Linked DNA regions of Mus musculus: all the other regions are linked to region 1. Evidence: chromatin contacts called from public HiChIP or PLAC-seq data. All regions are on one chromosome and are shown on one strand. The core of a region is the stretch at or near the end of the contact, and the rest is flanking DNA. Distances in the headings are between cores, read along the strand shown.

Region 1 (4,889 bases), core at 1,314-3,813:
TGATTCTTTGTGTAGTTCCCTCCCTTAGTAGAGAGAACAGCAGCTTTGCAAGAACCAGAACAGCTCTCATTACTGCCTGCTTCGTCTTGGGCATACATCCATTTCCCAGGTGATCTTAGTTTCCCTGTATGTAGTTTTCTCTTTGGAGGTAGGGCCTCCCTCTGTAGTTCTGGCTGGCCTTGAGAGGCCAGTCTTCCTGACTTTGGCTTTACTTGTTAAGCACTGGGGTTATAGGTGTGTAGCACCAGGGTTGGAAAAACACAAACCTTCATCTTCCCTTTCTCCCTCAAAATTCAATATTGATGGGCCTACTACTCGCCACAATCTGTTTATAGTCTGGTTCCTGTCAAACAAGCAAGTTCCTATCCCCTAGGTGCCAAGAGTTCAAAGAACTAAGTCTGTAATTTCAGTGGCTTTCAGATTCACACTATAAAAACTTTTGTTCAGCCTAGTGTAGTTGTGCAGGCCTTTAATTCCAGCACTCAGGAGGCACATTTCTGAGTTTGAGACTACCCTGGGTCTATAGAGTGGGTTCCAGCACAGCTAAAGCTGCACAGAGAAACTGTCTTAAAAACAAAGCCAAAAAATTATTTTCCTTCAAATGTAGTATTACAATGTATACAAAGATCAAATATTTTATTATCATTTCTTTATTACTCCAAGAAAATGATATTTAGAAGCAGACGTTTTGGCAACATATCAGATAGTCACAAACCTAAAACTAGTTGTAGAACTGACCACAGCATTCAGTTGTGCTTTTTGATTGCACAGAATCGATAACTGATTTTAATAAAAGAAACTAAATATCTTAACCAGCCTTGGCTCAGGGTCTTCAGCATAAATGTGGGCAACACCTGAAAACTATTGATAACTGATAGCACCATCACATATGACTATTAAACATGCATATAAACTTTTGACTTGCTGGGACACTGTACTAGCAGAATGGTCTTTTGATTTAAATAATTATCAGTGTAGAATGACATCATTTTTATCAGTAAAACATTGGGGAGACATTCAGTAAACAACACGACAAAGGGCGAGTTACTTTGGCAGCATAAAGAGTGGATGGGCTGATCTCTGCAATGAGCTCTTCCATCTTGTTCTGCTCATGACAGCCTTGGGTCTTGGGTCAAGTGCAATAGCCTTCTAATTCGGCCTGAAGGAGGACCTCTTCTTCTTCGGCCTCCTTATCTTTTATCAGTGTCAGCAACTGCAGTAAGCCTGGGGCTGGGCTACCCTCCGGCAGCCCAAGCTCTCTTCGAACTGATTTGTGGACTGCCCCAGCAATGACTTGGTCTAGACGGGCCTGATTCACAACTTCTTTCTCAATTGCTCCTTTCTGAACCAGTTTCTGCAATAAAGGCTCCAACCTTAGAACATAGGCAGACAGCTTTTCATCAGTCTTCTGATAAGTAGTAAGGTATTTGACCTGCAATGCTCTAGGATTATCAATAATCCCAAATATTGTCTCAAGCGTCTTCAGGCATTCTGCAACTGTAATGAAGGGGTTGTTTATCTTGAGGACTCGAATAATTTCAAATGCTGGACCTCTAAGGCTCTCTATCAACCGCCTTCTTTTCTCTACATCTGACACCTGCCATGTTTTCATTACTTGGGAAGTATGAAACATCCAAGATTCAAATTCTTCCTCACCTGGTCCTGGAGGATCCCTGCCTGAGAACACACTCAGCTTTTTGTACCTCAGATACTGCAGGGTAGGCTTAAGGGCCTCATTTAATGCCTGTGCTAACATGGGTGCTCGAATTTCAGGGATCATTATGCCCGGGTCTAGGCCGAGAGGGTCATTCCGATTCCCAAGAACTCTGGTTAATTCACCCATCGTCATGCCCTCCCCCTTTAAAAACTCATTTAATCTGCACAAAAAGTCACTATCAGTATCAGGAGGCTTAAAGATCACTCTCCAGACACCTCCTTTTGCAGGTATTTCCTTGGGGACCAGGGCACTGCCAGTCTCTACTGTAAGCCCAATCAGGGCTACATTCTTGTTCTCATCCCTCCTGAACATCCTCCCAAGCAGTCTGTGTTCCCCTAAGGGAGCAAGGCCAGCCTGCAGGGCCTCCTCTATGTCTGCCACTCCGCAGGTCGGAGGGATGCCGGCAACCAATAGTGCTTTCCGAGGATTCATATCCATCCCTCTGCACCAGTCTTCTAGAAGTCTCAGTGTCATGGTGCTCAGAGTATTTAAATTCTAATTCGACCAGGGCGCCGCCGCCGCCGCCGCCGCTTACAGTGATGTGCGTGCTCGTCTCTTTAACACGCAGAGGTCCGGGAGCCTGAGAAAACAGAGCATCCACGTTAAGTTAACCGTGTCTGACTCCCGAGCAGTTCCTCCGCCCACCCGCCACAGGCGCTTAGAAACGAACGCCATCAGGATCACCTGCCCGTAGATACATCGCTTGGGTCCCGGAGAGGACGTCTGACCTTTGCGGGGTTTAGGAGAGACCCGGGCTCCCCGCGCCCGCCTCCCGGCCGAGGGCAGAAGAACGACCGCAGCAAACGCCTCAGGGAACAGACAACCGCCTCTGGAGGCGGCGCGAAGCTGACAGCCTGACGTCATGAGAGGCCGGCGCGCGTTTCCGGCCCTAGACGGAAGCTCTGAATGCGGCGGTATCCGGGACTGCGAGCGGGCGGGCCACTCAGGACAGGAAGGTGAGACCCGGGGCTGCTCGGCTTGGCTGTCAGGCTGGCCCGGCGTCCGGCCGGGAGCCGAGCTCGGGCCTCTGCAGGCCAAGCCTGGCGCCACTGCCCAGCTCAGCTCGGCGGCGGGTGCAGTGGGGGGCGGGCCCGGCATCTCCAGGTGGTTCCCCCCGCCTGGGGCTCCGGAGGGCGACGGGGCCCGCCGCCGCCGCGTGACCAGCCGTAGTCACGCTGAGCTTAATCACTACTAGCTCGTGCTCCCGCCGCCGCGCTCACCTTCTTCAGCTGCGCGACCCAGAGGGTTTCTCTTAAGGTGGCTTGTTCTGAAATGCCAAAGGCACCTGACTGTTCAGAACTGAGTGACTCTTGCTCGCTTGCAGGGGGAACAGGAAGATTTTCGGGACCACTGTAAGTGTTTGAAAGAGTTACCGTCTTAACTTGGGGACTCCGACGTTGGTTTAACGAGTAGAACTCAACCCAGTGCCCACGTCTGAAATAGTGTTAAGCCAGAAAGCATTTCAACTGTCAAGAGCAACGTCCTGTGGGGAAACTAGATGTTTCATTATCTGAAACGAAGGTGTACTGGGTCTACTCAAGCAAGAAGTGATGATTCATTCACTCTGGGGTTCACATAAATAACAGCACTCAGTAGACACTGAAACCAGTATTTTTATGTGCTTACAACTGTTATATAAAACCACCTGTAAGCTGTTTACAGCTGTTAAATCTTAAAATGCTCGTGCTTTTCAGAACTCTTGAATTTAAATCATGTGCACTTGGAATAGTTGCCATGGCAACATTATTAGACCTTAACAATAATTTTTCTGTGTTTGCATTGAAGGCACAGAGCATGGAGAATGATGAACTTCCGTCAGCGGATGGGATGGATTGGAGTGGGACTGTATTTGCTAGCAAGTGCAGCAGCGTTTTATTATGTTTTTGAAATCAATGAGACTTACAACAGGTTGGCTTTGGAACACATTCTGCAGCACCCTGAGGAGCCTCGGGAAGGAACCACATGGACACACTCCTTGAAAGCTCGGTTACTTTCCCTGCCCTTTTGGTTGTGGACAATTATTTTCTTGATTCCGTACTTACAGATGTTTTTGTTCCTTTATTCTTGTACGAGAGCGGATCCCAAAACAGTGGGCTACTGTATTATCCCCATATGCTTGGCAGTTATCTGCAATCGTCATCAGGCATTTGTCAAGGCTTCTAATCAGATCAGCAGACTACAACTGATTGACACATAACACCCATCACCGGTTTCCCTTATTGTAAGACTGCCAGCACTGTATAGTGGCTGACCACAAGACTGCAGTTTCTTCACAGGTCTCAGGAAGTTGTGGTGGAACGAGACTTAAAAAGTGACAAGAGGACTGACTACTTTATCTGAATAATGACTTTTTAGGTAAAGCCTGAAATATAGTACTACACAATCATGTTGATGACTTCAGAGTTTGGAAGTAAAATAGTGGCTTGTAACCTGCAGTCTTTAGAAACTTGAATAAGCGCCTGAATTTTTTTATTTCTATTCTATGTGCAACATAGTATGATTCAGAAATTTTTCCATTGGGGAAAATATTTCCATTGTGTTAAATGTAAAAAGGTCTGACCATGATCATAAAATTTAAATTTTATACAATTACTTTGCTTGCTTTAAAAATTTTCAGACTAAGACACTAATCCTGCTTTCAGTTTACATGGAATTGGTAGAAAATTAATGAGATGGCTATCACCTTTCTGTTTTTTTCGGGGGAGGTGGGTAGGTAGGGGAGAGTGCTGGGGATAGAATCTAAGCCTTTGTGCTTTTCAAGACAGTTACTCAGTGTGCCCTGGCTGTCCTGGAACTTGCCCTGTAGATCAGGCTGGCTTCAAATTCTTGCCTGCCCCTGCCTCCCCAACAGCTGGGATTAAAGGTTTGTGCCACCACCAACCCATTGCTTTTTGTACTTTTACCACTGAATTACATTTCCAGCCATGATGATGGCTATTTAGATACACAGAATTTGTTCTTTTCTTTTTGGGTAATGGCTATCTAAACCACTAATCTATAGTTCTTTGAAAAACTATGTAGGAACTGAACAGATGAAATGGTTGAAGTCTAGAAATAACACAGACACCAGGTGTACCAGCACAGATCACTGAAGAGATATTGTTCCTTTCCTGGGTGAAATCAGGGTATCCAGTGGTAGTAGTACTAACACATTTCACACCATTTTAATAAC
Region 2 (4,558 bases), core at 57-2,556, 350 kb before region 1:
CTTGGCTTCAATTGGCTTAATAATGCTATGCCCTATACAGGTACTCCATTCCTTTTTACTGCTGTTTACAGTATTGCCCTGCATGGATACAGAGCCCTGATTTCACATCTCTAACAACTACACCTTGGATGTACTGTGCCAGAGACACAGAGGGGCGTGGCCCCTCCTTGCCTTGCATCTGACTATGAGATGCATGGCCACAGAGGGCCGAGAACAGCTGCTTCTAATGGCGTTTCTGGGTTAGTCAGGCTATCTCAGCATGGTGAAAAGACTTAGTAGGGGAGGACTTACTAATCTGCTTCATAGCCTGAGGGTTCAGTGCATAGTTGCTTGGGCAGAATTGAGTGTCCTGTACGGCAGGGAAAAGTTCCACCCCTCTCAGTGGCAAGAAATGGAGCAATGGATGGAGTCTAGGGAGCAAGCATAGCCTCCAAAGTACAACCCCAGGGACCTGCTTCCTCTAGCGAGGCCCCACATCCTAGAGTTTCCAGAACTTCCCAAACCAGTGCTGCCAGCTAGGACCAAACACTCAGCATACAAGCCTGTAGGGGATATTTCCTATTCCAATCAGAACAGGTAGGAAGATGAAGAGGCGGAGTGAAACTTAAGGAAGAAAGGCCCCTGAAACTGATCGGGGTGAAGAGCTAAACAGTCAGGCATTGTAGGGCAAAAGGAACAGGGGTGGGCGGGGGGGGGGTTGAGGGGGGCTGCAAGCTCACAGAGCGTGGAGCAGGGAAGGGTCAGCCCACCATGAGGGTAAAACACAAACCACAAAGCCAGAGTCCAGAAACAAATGTCTCACTTCACTTATTTGTTTTAAGACATCCATTATTACAGAATAAAATATAAAAGCAATCAAAAATTATATAATTCTAAAAATAATTCTCCCATAGGGGCTTGCTTTCCACCCTCTTCTTCAGTGAAATCACTGTGAAGACGGCAAGAGGTTTCAGCTTTGAATTTCTCAGACGATTCCTTCCCTGGCTAGAGAAGCCGCGGGGAATTTGCTCTTGAAAGCTAATGGACAACAAAACAAACCAAAACAAACAAACAAAAAAACTCCTAAGAAGCAAAGTTCCTTCTTCCAGAGAGCTTTACCCACCCAAACTGGCTTCTTAGTAAGCAGGTATCTTCAAAAAGCAAGCCCTGGGGTGGGCGGGCAGTATTCCTGGGGGCCAGGGGCGCGGGTGCTGCCTCTGGCTCCGCCCTTTCAGTCTCTGGTTGGTTCATATTCCAGTGGACTGTGCTCACTCATTGGGAAGCGAGCTGTTCAGTAGTGACTAAGACACACTTTGTCCATGGCCATCTCTATCCTGCAAGAAACAGGAAGATGAATCAGATGAGTTAAGTCAACCCTGCAGAAAACAAGACATGGGGGGAGTCATGCGGGACAAAGTCCCTAGCCATCACCACTGGGAACCCGCCCTCCCATTCCACCAATGAGTGGCCTCAGGAACTACAGTCTCCTCAGGCCAGTGGTGCCCTCCCCAGTACATCTGGAATGATGCCCATCTTCCCAGTGCCAGCCAAGCGCTGCTTTACCTGTCAATCGGATATGGTGCCTCACAGAGATTGGCCAGCACATACAAGTACCGCAAGGCATGCTCGTACTGCAAGAAAACAGAGACCCACACGTGAGCACCTCACCATGCAGTAGTCACAGAGACAAAGCCATTTCAGCCAGGAGTTGGAGGTCCGTTTGGGTCACAGGTCTGCCATCTTCTTTCGGCAATCTGTAGGCATTCACACGCTCTCCCGGGGAGAGACAAACATTCGCACACAAACCTCAGGGCTGCTGGGGCTGCTGAAACTCTGTCCAGCTTCAGCTGATTCTGGGAACCCAGCTGAGGAGGGAAGCATGACGCACAAATGCCAAACTGGACGACAAAGGTTCAAAGCCAGGCTCTGCCAGGGTTTGGTCTACGGGCCACAGTCTGCCCACCTTGCTCCAGGAGGAGTCAAGCATCCCATTGTGACCACAGGGCGTTTTAGGGACCGACTAGCTGACTGACTCTACAACTGGCCGAAACATAGTTCTTCCTTCTCCATAGACTAGCGTGTGCTCCAACAATGATAAATCTTGGGGAATAGACAGAAGACATCAGGAGGAAGAAAGAAGCCAATGTCTGGAGATGTGAGGATGATGCGAGGGTTGTGGGGGTCACATCATCATGAGAAGCAAGCACCCTTCAAAGGCAACAGTAATGGGAGTTGTCACCTATGACTCTGGTAGACAAGACACATGACTACGGTCCAGAGAGAATCTTTCCATACAAGCCAGTGCACCTGAGTTTAGCACTAACATCTCAGATGCAGGAGACCTGAGGACCCTAGCTGGGCTCACCGTGACAGAGTGCCAGTTAAAGCAGTGTGTGCGGAAGTGGGTTACAGCCTCCTGGTAGCAGTCATGTGCTGTGAGCATGGTCCTCTCTGACAGATGTCTCTCAGCAGTTTCCCCAAATCCCGCCAGCAGGGAAACGATCTTGTGCACAGACTTCTCAATGACGTGCCTGGCCTAGGGAAAAAAAAAAGACAGGCAGCATTTCAAAACGAGTCTAGCTTAAAGTACTCTCCCCGGGCTCTATAGTAAGCAGCATATTCAGAGAACTATCCTGACACTGCCCTCAACCCACCGAGAATTAAACCAATTTAACAGATGCATTCAAGAGAGATGCTAGGTATGTGTTTGGTTTCTGTGACACTGGAAAGGCCAGACCTTCTAGATCACAGCAGAACTGACCCGTGTCACCTGGAGGTTCGCCTGTGCCTGACTGAGACCTGCCTCAGCACACTGCTATCCTCATCAGTCCCTGCCTGCTCCTGGGCACCTCTGCATGCTCAGGAAACCAGGGTGAGTACACAGAGAACACAGGCCACACACACCCCCCCCCCACTACGTGTTCCTCCCAGATGATGAAATAGCAACATAAAGAAGGCACTGCTGAACCCAAACATCCACGAAGTCTCTGACCAACCCAGTGTTCATCTTCTGCATGGATGAACTGTTCACACTCGCCAGAAACTGTGTGATGGAGCCACGTGTGGTCCCAAACACGGGGGTCCCTAGAGCCCTGCGGACCCCGTAATGGCTTCCCATGCTTCAGCAAAAACCCCAGGGCCACAGAGTAAACACCAGCTGTTCCCTGTCACACTGGGCGCAGCCGTCGGTGGACGTGAAGCAATGCTACTGTGCTGCATGAGTTCAATGTTGTTTTTATCTTGATTCTTTTTCTTAGTTTATTTTACATAAAGGTGTAAAGCAGGAAACTGTTGAATCAGTAAGTGTGTAGGCTTAGAGATAGTTTTCAGATTTACTGCCAAAACCAGAGAAATTCTACAATATACACAATGGCTCAGAGGCCAATACAAGGAAACTCTGGTTCGGTTTCCATGTCTACCCAGAGGACAAAGACAAAAGGCTCTTTTCACGGAGCTGTTACTTGTTCTGAGACACGGCCTCATGTAACCCAGGTTGACCTCTAATTCAATATAGCAGCTAAGGAACTCCTGATCTCGCTGCCCCCACCTCCCGAGGGCTGGGACTTGGAGGCATTGGACACAGTGTCTGAATCATTTTATCTCTTAAGACACTATAACAATAACCCATCACAGACAAAACCTCCCAGGGAACAATAAACAGCGGGACTCAAGAGGCCAGAGGTTAGAAAGAAAGAGGACAGTTATTGTCACTGTGTTTGACACCAGTTAAAAACAGCCTGGCTACTCAGGTTGTCAACATTCTGGGGTGACAAGTTTCAAAATGAATGAATGAATGAATGAATGAGAAAAGATTGGCATTTAAAACACATTCATGGGTGCTGCACATGCAGCACAGATGGTAGAGAGCTTGCCTAGCATGTGTGAAACCCTGGGTTCAATTCCTAATCCTAAGAACCATGTACTCAGGGAGCATAAAACGCCAGCGCTCAGAAGCGGAGGAAGAGGATCAGAAGTTCAAGGCCACCCTCGGCTAAGTAGCAAGCTGGAGATGGCCAGCCTGAGATACATGGGTTTCTACTTGGAAAAGTAAAATAGATCAAAAGGTGTTTGTTTGTTTGTTTCACTTTTAAACTTCACATATCCCACAGTGTCCCGTGTTGACGGGGGACAAGCGTGACCACAGACTGGCTTTGTTGGAACACACAGGCACAGATGAGAGAGTACACAGCTACGACCAGGAGGACCCCCCTGCCAAGTCCACCAACTGCAGACCTCAGCAGCTATGAGGCACAGAGACGTCAACTTCAGGAAGGGCTACAGGCTGGGACCACTGAGTCAACAGGATGTGAGACCGGGGGGGGGGGGGTGTCCTCTCTGTGTAGCTCTGGTTGTCATGGAACTCTGTCAACCAGGTTGGCCTCAAACTCAAGAGATCTACCTGCCTTTGCCTCCCAATTCCTGGGATTAAAGGCGTGCACCACCGCAACCTGCCTGAGACAAGGGAATGATTTTTGTACACTGAAGGAAAAAACAAAAAAATGGAGTAGTGACTAATAAGTCAAGAAGCAGTAAGACAGGATGCCTCAAAGGGACCACCCATAAGCCAGGGCTTCTCAAC
Region 3 (4,480 bases), core at 1,261-3,760, 400 kb after region 1:
TTGTATCCTAGCTTAATTCACACATAAGTTCTAGAAGTTTCCTAGACTTCTAGACTTTATAGACTTTTTACGGTTTTATTTTGTTTGGAAAACATTATATTACCTACCAAAATATGTTTTACTATCCTCCTTTCTGATATTTTGGGGGTTTTGTTACTTTATCATAGTAGGTAGAGCCACCAGTACAATAAGGGATGTGGAAATGGCCGTTCCTGTTTTGTTTCCTGCCTTCACAATCTCATTCTGGTTATGTGTTAGCCAGGGATTTTTTTTGTTGTGTTTTGTTTTTGTTTTCACAGACACTTTTTTTAAAAAACAAACTGTTTTCTTCTATTTCCAATATGTTGAGTAATTTAAAACTCATGTGTTTTTATTTTAATATGTTGAATCACATTGATTGATTTTTTCTCTTCTTTTTTTGTGTTAGCAAATGTGTATATATGTGACGTGATGGTTCACATGTATGTGAGTGTGCATGTCTGTAGCTGTGCGCATTGGCGTGTGGAGGCCCACAGTTGACATCAGGAGTCCTCCTTGGTCATCCTCCTGCCTCATACTTTGAGGCAGGGTCTCTCCACCAAGCCTCAGACCTTGCTATGCTGCTAGTCTGGGTAGGAAGCTTGCTCACGCAGAGCATCCTGGAGCTCCATCCTCCGAGGCTCAAGCTCTAGGTGGTTCACTGTGCCCACATGGAGGATCTGAACTCTGGTCCTTCTCCTGGCCGTTTCCCCAGCCCCTATGTTGATTGTGACGTTATTCTGGCATTCTATGGATAAACCCTATGTGATCATGATATATTATCCTTGTCATCTATAGTTGGATCCAGTGTCCAGAGGAATACTGTGCTGTGTTTTTCTCTTCCTGTTCCTTTGTGTTTGTTTGTTTGTTTATTTATTTATTTATTCAGATTTATCTGATGTTAGTTTTAGGGCTATGGGGGCCTCATGAAACAAATAGCCAAAAGTTTCCCTTGTTCTGTTTATTTATGTCAGTCATAAGTTTAGGGCTCTGTTTTCCCTGGAGGCCGCCTTTGACCTTTGAACCAATGTTCCAAGGTGGACTTGGCATGATGAGGCAGAGGCTGATGTACCTAGCTTAGGAGAGCTTCTTGCCCTTCATCCACTTGGGACCTTTGATTTCTTCCTTCTGGTAACCTACTCCCCTACCCAACCACCTCAGGAATTATTCTCTCTGCTGCTTTTGTCTAAGAGACAGAGCCATGTAAAACCCTCAGGTACTTTTTGTTACAAGTGCCAGCTCAGATGCTCCAAGAAAACATGGCGGATCTCCCAAAAGAAGTGAGGATATTCTCACTGCATTCCCTCAGGGCAACCCTCTCTTGGCCTTGCTAGGCTCTTGCTGATAACTCTTATCCACTTCTAGACTTTGTGGCCTTTGAAAGTCACTGGCTTTGGGATACTCAGCTATACTTGGAGAGTCCTGGAATAATTCTGCTGTCACTTTGGCACTTTATGGATCTGTCTGAAAAAAATTGTTATGAAGTATTAGGTTTGACTATGGGTAATTTCATCTCTCTGGGGGAAACTAGCAAGAAAGATAGTGGATAAAACTGTGGCGCTCAGAGCCTAACCTCTAAATCATTGCATGCATGCTCGTTGGTCTATAGCTTGTGTTGTCCTCTCTGTTTGAACGCAGCATGATGGTTCCAGGCAATGCAGCAGGTGTGGCCAAGCAGTTCCTGCGCTGCATCTTCCATCAGCTGGCCCCCAATGGCATCTTCCCTCAGCTCTTCCAGAGTGCCATCAAAGGTAACTCATCCCCCCACCCCCACCCCAGGACCCAGACACCACAAGCCTGGCCAGTCCCCAGAAAGCCTACTAAATCTGATCATTTGCTTTATAGATGGGACTTTTTTAAGGACCTTAGCCACATCTCTCATGGACTTCAACGAGCTGAGCTCAATTGCTGCCCTCAGTCAGCTCTTGGAGGTAGGTTTGCGTGAAAGGTACCCTAGGTCCCAGGCAAAGTTATGTACCACATCTGTCTCCCTCCCTGAGGCACCCCTGGACTGCTTCACGGTGAAGTGTTGTATCTAACATAGAGAAGTCCCAGACTGCTTCACCATGCCCAGGTGTTGCTAGGAAGAAAGCAGCGGCTGCTATTATCAACAGCTCCAATCTTTACTTTGGAAGAGTCTTTCCAGCAGGCGTTGTTCATTACCTTCTTAGCACCCATCCAGACCCATTCTATATCCTTAGAGAGTTCTTAATTCATGATCCCATTTTATCTTCAGGACATAAAGATCATTAGTTTTGCCCCTGCCGTTTTACTAAATGTAGCTGGTTTCCCTCTGTATTCCTTCTGGCTGTTAGAGCAGTCAGCCTGTGTAGCAGGCAGCCCATCGTGTTTATAGTGCAAATATTTAAGGTTTCTAAGCAAACCTTCTCTGGGTAGCTTTATGATTCGTGTCCTGTTTCAGCAGTTGATTGCCTATGCTTTTGTGTTTTTAGGGTCTAAATAACAAAAAGAATTTACCAGCAGGGGGTGCTATGATACGCTGTTTGGAAAACATTGCCACGTTCATGGAAGCTCTGCCCATGGATTCTCCTAGTAGTCTCTGGACCACAATCAGCAACCAGTTTCAGACATTTTTTGCCAAGCTGCCTTGTGTTTTACCTCTGAAGGTGAGCTCAGCCCAAGTTTTTTTTAGCTTCCATTACTTTCTGCCCATCTGCTTACAGAGACCAACATGCGAAGCACGGTCGGTCAGGTGATCTGATAGAGCCCAAGAAGCTAGGGGAAATCTGTCAGCTAGAGGAGAGAGTTATTTAGGTCATCCACTCTGCTGTCGGCAGCATGGAGTGGGTACTTTGCTTGCTGATAATGAAGGTACCCCGTGACCACGTGGTTTTTAGTTGAATGCCAACCGACTGTGGTTTGTTTCTTTCCTTTCTTTCTTTTTAAAATTTGTGTTTGTTTCATTTTCAGCGAGGGAGCTAGAACTCAGCCTCCTGTGCATGCTAGGTAATCATCCTATTACTGAACTATATCCCCAGTCCTTAGGTGGGCTTTCTGCAGAAATGCTCTTCTCAAGTGGATATCCAATAGGCAAGGAAATTAATAGCTTATCTAAAAGGAATCCAGACGTAGGTAAAGTGTTAGCTTTAGAGAATTATTTAAAGTGGCATGTGTTTTGTTTTGTTTTGCTTTGCTTTGTTTCGGTTTTTCTGAGTAATGTTCAGGAAAGAGCAAGATGATATTCAGTGGTTAATCTGTAGTTCAAGGGTCATTGTCGTCAGGGGCCTGATAATAAAAAAAAAAAAAAAAAATAGAAAAGGAAAGAAAGAAAAGCAGGAACTTGTTTTATTAAAGCGGGAGAAACCAATAAGACACATTCTTCCTGTATGTCATCAAATAAAGAGTTGTACCGTAAGAGAGGAGGTGTGAGTTGTAATTGCTCCATGGAGGTGGGGAGAAGGTTGGAACTCACGCCTCCTGACTCCCAGTCTAGTGCTCCTGTATGACTGCACACTGCTGTAAACCAAGAAAGCCGCAAGCGTTTGTATCTCCAGGACCGGGGCCAGGAGGTAGCCAGCCTTGGCAGAGCCACTTCTTTGTCCCTTTGTCTCCACTAGAGTTGTGTGACTTCTTCATGTAACTCAGATAAAATTACTACAAAGCAAAGTCGAATAACTTGTTCATCTGACCAGTGAAGTCACATGTTGGTACTTCTGGAATAAATGCCTCATATGTATAAGATGTTGCAGAGGTCAGCTAACCGTGGCAATCACAGTTGTGGAACCAGTGGATGCTAATAAGGATGCTGATAAGGAGCTGGTAATTCGGAGCCTTTAGCTTGCCGAGTGCTGTTGCTAGGGTTCAAGGGGACTGTGGAGAGCAGCCCAGGTTTCTGTATCACCACTCTCTGGGTTACCTGTTTATCCATAGCTTAAAGTAGATGAGCAAATCCAAGCAAAGAGGACTAGTCCTGGGCTAGCTAGATAGCTCAGGGAGTAAGGGTGCTTGCCACCAAGCCTGACAATCTGAGTTCAATTCCCAAGTCCCCCACAATGGATGGAAAGACTGATTCCCAAAGATTTCAAACATCCATATGTGTGCACACACACACACACACACACACACACACACACACACACACACACACACACACACACACACACACGAGCCATTCAGAAGCACCTATCCCGATAATGAAGATGCTGAACTCCATACTGACCAGCAGGGGGTGCTGCTGCTGTAAACAACTGGCATGCCTAATTTGTGACAATCAGCTGCGCCTGCAGGGACTCCACCCTTAATGAGTTGAGTGGTGTGGTGAGAGGCAAGGTACTACGGAGAACGGAGCCCCTTGACAGCGTTAATGCATGGCACCTATGGAGGACTGCCCTCCTCTCCTGCTGATGGTGGCTATGTGGGAACAGGCCTCAGCATACAGATCTTCCCCCAACTAAGATGACATTTTCTGGCTTTTAAGTCACTAGAGTTTGGCCTGATTAGC

The links. HiChIP or PLAC-seq counts read pairs in DNA pulled down with a chosen protein or histone mark.
Region 2: an H3K4me3 HiChIP or PLAC-seq map of bone marrow-derived macrophages shows a contact between it and region 1, with 3 times the contacts expected there. The contact joins the enhancer-like site here to the promoter of Moap1 in region 1. A contact is called at or near these places in 2 of 39 promoter capture datasets (liver and neutrophils), 8 of 484 Hi-C or Micro-C datasets (cerebral cortex, embryonic stem cells, reprogramming fibroblasts and 1 more), 10 of 115 datasets of contacts at active chromatin or transcription factors (bone marrow-derived macrophages, effector CD8 T cells, embryonic stem cells and 2 more) and 3 of 9 other capture datasets (adipose tissue, embryonic stem cells and liver).
Region 3: an H3K27ac HiChIP or PLAC-seq map of epiblast stem cells shows a contact between it and region 1, with 6 times the contacts expected there. The contact joins the enhancer-like site here to the promoter of Moap1 in region 1. A contact is called at or near these places in 3 of 39 promoter capture datasets (embryonic stem cells, hippocampal neurons and pre-B cells), 2 of 484 Hi-C or Micro-C datasets (B cells and pro-B cells), 2 of 115 datasets of contacts at active chromatin or transcription factors (epiblast stem cells and large pre-B cells) and 1 of 9 other capture datasets (adipose tissue).

Annotation. Positions count from the first base shown.
Region 1 is chr12:102,741,098-102,745,986 of GRCm38.p6, forward strand. Moap1 (modulator of apoptosis 1) reads right to left here and starts at 2,564. Exons shown (of 2, transcript NM_001142937.2): 1 at 2,446-2,564; 2 at 1-2,297. The coding sequence starts at 2,191. The coding sequence ends at 1,133. Gm20604 (predicted gene 20604) reads right to left here. Exons shown (of 2, transcript NM_001142939.1): 2 at 1-2,297. The coding sequence ends at 2,275. Tmem251 (transmembrane protein 251) reads left to right here and starts at 2,663. Exons shown (of 2, transcript NM_177140.4): 1 at 2,663-3,069; 2 at 3,503-4,309. The coding sequence starts at 2,990. The coding sequence ends at 3,914.
Region 2 is chr12:102,393,300-102,397,857 of GRCm38.p6, forward strand. Lgmn (legumain) reads right to left here. Exons shown (of 14, transcript NM_011175.4): 12 at 2,345-2,515; 13 at 1,543-1,610; 14 at 783-1,313. The coding sequence ends at 1,271. Among named protein-coding and RNA genes, the nearest start is that of Lgmn, 44 kb to the right of the region's middle. Within about 2 kb of position 1,307, at least 6 of the 459 cell types and tissues checked have an H3K27ac peak or open chromatin away from gene starts, as enhancers often do. A contact at or near this core is called in bone marrow-derived macrophages, where this site is marked.
Region 3 is chr12:103,140,116-103,144,595 of GRCm38.p6, forward strand. Unc79 (unc-79 homolog) reads left to right here. Exons shown (of 49, transcript NM_001081017.2): 36 at 1,657-1,769; 37 at 1,864-1,949; 38 at 2,472-2,645. Among named protein-coding and RNA genes, the nearest start is that of Prima1, 100 kb to the right of the region's middle. Within about 2 kb of position 2,511, at least 18 of the 459 cell types and tissues checked have an H3K27ac peak or open chromatin away from gene starts, as enhancers often do.